2 separate regions of the Zea mays genome follow, and region 1 is linked to region 2. Evidence: chromatin contacts called from public Hi-C data. All regions are on one chromosome and are shown on one strand. The core of a region is the stretch at or near the end of the contact, and the rest is flanking DNA. Distances in the headings are between cores, read along the strand shown. Region 1 holds the start of LOC100274523 (UDP-glycosyltransferase 83A1). Region 2 holds the start of LOC100284241.

Region 1 (2,700 bases), core at 42-2,541, 210 kb before region 2:
TTCCACCCGCAGTGCGTGACGAAGCACGCCACCGAGGGGTGCGCGAGCACGCGCTGCTGGGGAGCCCAGCCGACGACCAGGCCCCTGCCTTCTCCAACGCGGCGCCGGAACCCGTCGAGCCAGCGCTCGCCGACGCCGTCGGCGAAGTTCGGCCGGACCACCCACAGGAACGGCCGCCCCGTGAGCGCCAGCCCGTCTGCCAGCTCCTGGAGCCGTTCCGCGTCGAACACCGTCAGGCTCCCGAACGCCACGTACACGACCGAGCCGGGAGCCTGCGCGTCGAGCCAGCGGAGGCAGGCCTCGTCTTGCGCCCAGAAATGGCCGGCCGCCGCCGCCGACGACACCGACTTGGGCGCCTCCAGCGGGCCGATGGCGACCGCCGGTACGGGGAGGCGGGCCAGCGCCACGGACTCGACCTCCTGGAACGTGTTGCAGACGATGGTTTCGGCGAGCGATAGTGTCGGGTTGGTCGTGAGCGTGCTCTGGATCATGGCTCTCCGTGACTCTGGGCTCTTGCCGAGGCTGGTCCAGGGAAGCTTGGAGGCGTCGATGGCCGGCATCTTGGAGTCTAGCTGGACCCTCTCGTTCCTTCTCACGTTCCCTGCGAACGTAGCACCATCATCACGTACGTTCTGATCTTACGACGACGTGGTTTGCTAGAGTAATGACGACGGCTCTGGGGCTCTGGGCTCTTACCTGTTTCGTCGAGGATGCCATCCTCTAGCATCCGGGGAAGTTGCATCCTCAGCGCGAAGGTGGCGGCCGAGTAGGTGGAGAAGAGAGCGACACGCACGCCCACCGTGTGGACGAGCTCCAGCGCGAAGCTCATGGACACGTCGGCCACCACCCACCTGATGTCCCTGGACCTGATCGTCTCCTCGAGGCCGCCGAGCATCGCCGCCGGCAAGCCGTCGAGCACCTTGCCGATGTCCGTGCGGTCGCCGTCGGGGTCCATGCCGTCCGGGAAGGAGACCAGATGGATCCCGCCAGCGGGGGTCGCTCCTGCCATGGTCGCGAGGATGCGGGCATGGTTGAAGTCTGTGTTCACGAAGACGACCTCGAAGCCGTGCTCGACGAGCCGGTGGGAGAGCTCCATGAGGGGCATGACGTGGCCCTGCGCGGCGAAGGGCAGCATCATTACACGAGGCCGATGAGGAGCCGCCGCCATGGAGCAGGGTGGCTGAAGACACTCTTGGAGTTTGACGTGCTGGTAAACGGCTGCTGGTCGGCTACAGCTACAGGGCGATCGTGAGCTCCGAGCTGCACTGTCAGTGTCACTGCTCAGAGGTCGTGTCGCTTGCAACGGCCCACTCCTTGTGGATAGGAGGTGCATAAATAGCCGCCTGTGGCTGAATAGGAAGGCGAACTCATCGACACAGATGCGTCATGCCTTGCATCAGAGGAATGGACTAACGTCTAGCGCTATCTTTGCGCGGCGCTAGAGAACAAGCCATCGGAACTGTACCCCAAAAAAAATGTCAACAGGATATATTCCCAAAAAAGAATTTGCAGTATTCTAAATAAGTGCAATTATAGCATTAAAAAATTGTTTCTCAATGATTGTACTTTTAGTCCACGAGTAAAAATGTATTTTCGATCCCTAAACTTGTGCTATTGTATCAACACGATCCATAAACTTTTAAAATATATCTCTTAAAAGTTCAATATCTATTTAGGTATCTGTTACGTCCAAACAAATCCAAACAGACCTAATAAGAGATCTTTCCCTTCTTCATCCTCGAGCCGACACAGGGGAGGGGCGCACGTCCGAGAGAAGAGCGGAGCTCTCTGCGTAGTCACGGACGGTTTGGTGCCTGAGGACCAAGGTCCTATACTCCTATTCCATACGAGCAGGTTCCAGAGATTGTTTAGTCCAAAAATATGTCAACAATGGCACAATAAGTTCACTTTCTTGAGAGGTCAGGGATTGTTTGCAAGTCTGTGGCAGTGTGTGATTCCATTAACCATGTGGATTGAATTATTTAAAGATTGGAGTTTGGATATGAGGATGATGATGGGTTTTCGCCAAAACGCCGTTTTGGTCAACTAACTATTAATTCTATTGCATTTAAACACCCTCTAAGTTGCTGGAGATAATCTTAGGCTTTGTCTTTTAGGTTATCATGTTTGATTATTTTTGCTAGCTTTCCATTTAATGAACCGTGCGTCTATAATGTTTTTAAGCCTGGTTTCCCTCACAACCCGGTCGTTTTTATTCTTTGAAAATTAAAAGATAGAGCTCCTAATATCGCATTTAGAAAAGGCCCTAGGACAATTTAGATTGGATTTTCCCCTGGAATATTTTCCACGGCAATTCATGGCATCAAGCGGCAGTACAAAACGTTGTGCTGGTAGCCATAGCGCGAATGCCTCGATGAATGAGGGGCTGGCGGCCGGTTCTGGCGTAGGCGAGCAGCACTGACGAATCAAAGAACTGTCGAAGCTGTGCTGTGCTGCACAAGGCAGCGGTGGAGAAACGCAGTCTGTGGAGGCAGAGAGAATGGCTGGCAGTTGACGGAAACTGACCATCAGTTTGCAGCAGATGTTGAGCGCATGACGCCACAGACTGCGTGTCTATGATGGTACACCAACCAGTTCCGGGCGGGAGAGCATGTGAGTTCCCCTGACCGACTGAGAATGATGTCCCTTTCACATTAGGCCATCCACGGATGTTTTAGCAACAAGAGTTGTTCCGTTTTG
Region 2 (2,700 bases), core at 1-2,500:
GAAATGAACTGTCGACCACGGCCCCGCAAAAAACATAAGCGCAACTCTTTTTGCATGTTGCTTGTGTTTCTTCTTGCCGAGACTACCAGTACTCGGACAGATAACCTAACATACTACGGAGGTAACTTAACCTACTTAACACTATCGACTGCTATGCTAGTAGTACTTAGGTACAAAGGTGCAAGCGATCCTTTGATTCTTTATAACATGATCCAACCATAGTTGTATTGTGGTTTGTTAGAGATTTTTTAAAGCTACTTGAGCCGGTGGTGGAAGAGTTTAAGTGTTAAACGTGACATGGTTAGATCATGATTTAACATATCAAGAGTCATACACGCTTGCATTTAGGGATTGCTTACATAGAAGTTGTTGCCATAAAAATTGGAAATTTATTTAGATGTGCATCAAACATTTCAAGGTGGTTTATTAACCATTGGTGCATTTAGGGATTGCTTACATAGACCTGGGGCTGGGGCATGTTTGTTGGTTTGGGTTTCAGGCTTTCAGCCACCACAAAATCTGTAGTGTCCGGAGTCCTCACACTTAGGCCTGGGCAAAAAGAACCGGAACCGAGGAACCGAACCGAAATAACCGAGAACCGGAACCGAACTAACCGAACCGAAGGAACCGTTATGAATTTCGGTTCTGGTTTTTTGAGAACCGAAATAAATGAGATATTTTCGGTTCTGCACTCCAAAGAACCGAAAGAACCGAAAAACCCAAAAGTATTAGATTCAATTTGTTACATGTGTTTGTAACTTCGGATGTTGTGTTATTGACTTATGTTGAATCTCTAATCATCCATGTATTATCTATGAAATTATAGTCATTGTGCACTTGTTGTTGTTTGTGGGGAGATGTTGCTGAAATTTCTCACAAAAGTTGTCGTTATTCATAATTTTAGAGTGGCTGTTACAGTTCGGTTAGAACCAAGGAACCGAACCGAAGAACCGAGAACCGAACTAGTCGGTTCTGATTTCTTTATCTTGCTATTTCGGTTCTAGTTTTTGAAGAACCGAATTTCTACAAGAACCGAGGAACCGAACCGAACCGAACCGAACCGAAGAACCGAATGCCCAGGCCTACTCACACTGTCACACAGAGTACTGTTGTTTCTTAAAATAAAATACTCCTACAGTACTGATCGCATTTACTGCGGCCCTGGTGGACCCCGTCGCGCAGTGGTACAGCACTGGCCAGCGTGTCTGCCATATTGCCATGCCAATGCCATGACCCAGCCAGCCCCACAGGCAGGCACTGGCCATGCGTTTTTTTGACCGTTCATGAAAAGCCACACTGCCTTCTGGCACTGGCGCTGGTCCGCTGGACAGGGTGCGCAGCGGCTGCGTTGGAACGGAGTGCACTGCGTCCCTCCCGTCCCGATGCTACGGGACACGCCACCCACAGAACTGGGCGCTGTCCAAGCTGCTGCATTTAAATCCTCCTCCTCGTCACTTGAGTTCAAGGCTTCAAGGGAAGCGAGACTGCGAGAGAGAGAGAGAGAGTTGTACAAGGCTCGTCGCCGGCCGCACTGTAGGGGTACCTTGAGCCTGTTCACCGCCGTCGCCTGCCGCCTCACATCCACAGCATCCATGGCCGACACAGCTCGCCTCTTCATGCTGGTGGCGGTGGCCACGGCGGCGCTCGCCGGCCGCTCAGGTGTGTTACGCGCCCCTCCCTCCCTCCTCTTCCTCTCTCGCTGATTTTATAGCCACACGCCGTGGGTGGGTTTCCATCCTCTCGCAATCCTTTTTTTTCTTTCTTTCTGAAACTCGTCTCCCGCCGCCGCTGGCTGTCATTATTGTCTCTCGTGGCCGTCCCTGGAACCCGGAAGACGGCGCGTGGTGCGTGTGCCGGTCGGACCTGGCGGACAGCGCGCTGCAGAAGACGCTGGACTACGCGTGCGGCGGCGGCGCCGACTGCAAGCCCATCCTGCAGAGCGGCGCCTGCTTCGCCCCGGACACCGTCAAGGCCCACTGCTCCTACGCCGCCAACAGCTTCTACCAGCGCAACGGCCAGAACCCGCAGGCCTGCGTCTTCTCCGGCACCGCCGCGCTCAGCAACGTCGACCCGAGTGAGTCAACCGCACGCGCACGCGCACGCGCACGCGCAGCTCGTTTTTTCGGACGCTCGGTTGGGGTTCCTTCCTGACGCCGCGTTTTGACTCCCCCTCACACTGTCTCTCTCTCGTGGCTGCAGGCGCCAATGGCTGCACGTACCCTGCGACCCCAAGGTAATCCTTGCACGGCATTGCCACTTCTCGCACTCCTTTCTCGATTTTGTTGACAGACAGATATAATTAGTAGTAGAGAACTAGAGATATATAGAGGGCATGACATGCTGTCGTTTGTTGCTAGCGCTAGCATTTCTTGCCACGAGCACGAAACTGAACTGGCTTATTTACCAATGAAAGCAAAAAAAGCCATCGGATATTTCCCAACCCATTTAACATTTTTAACTCAACTGATTGAAAGACGATAGGTATTGGTTCCGGGAAATGCCGCATCTTGCAGTAGCAACTCTCTGGAGTCTGGACAACCTGAAGATATCTCCAGCTCGGCTCGCCGTCGCCGCCCATCTTTAGAAAGGCTTAACCCCTAAGCCTGGTGCCCTGGTCCTAGTGCGTGCTATAGATTTGGAGCCTTTCAAATCAAAGCGACGCGGTACCATCCGGTGGGCGGCCGTGTGTTGTTCACTTGT

What was found. Hi-C and Micro-C count contacts between places; a contact is called where the count stands out from the background.
Region 1: a Hi-C map of ear shows a contact between it and region 2, with 2.0 times the contacts expected there. The contact joins the promoter of LOC100274523 here to the promoter of LOC100284241 in region 2. A contact is called at or near these places in 2 of 25 Hi-C or Micro-C datasets (ear and leaf).

Annotation. Positions count from the first base shown.
Region 1 is chr1:284,773,581-284,776,280 of Zm-B73-REFERENCE-NAM-5.0, reverse strand. LOC100274523 (UDP-glycosyltransferase 83A1) reads right to left here and starts at 1,291. Exons shown (of 2, transcript NM_001317058.1): 1 at 697-1,291; 2 at 1-601. The coding sequence starts at 1,168.
Region 2 is chr1:284,566,232-284,568,931 of Zm-B73-REFERENCE-NAM-5.0, reverse strand. LOC100284241 reads left to right here and starts at 1,250. Exons shown (of 4, transcript NM_001157136.2): 1 at 1,250-1,659; 2 at 1,835-2,074; 3 at 2,200-2,233. The coding sequence starts at 1,284.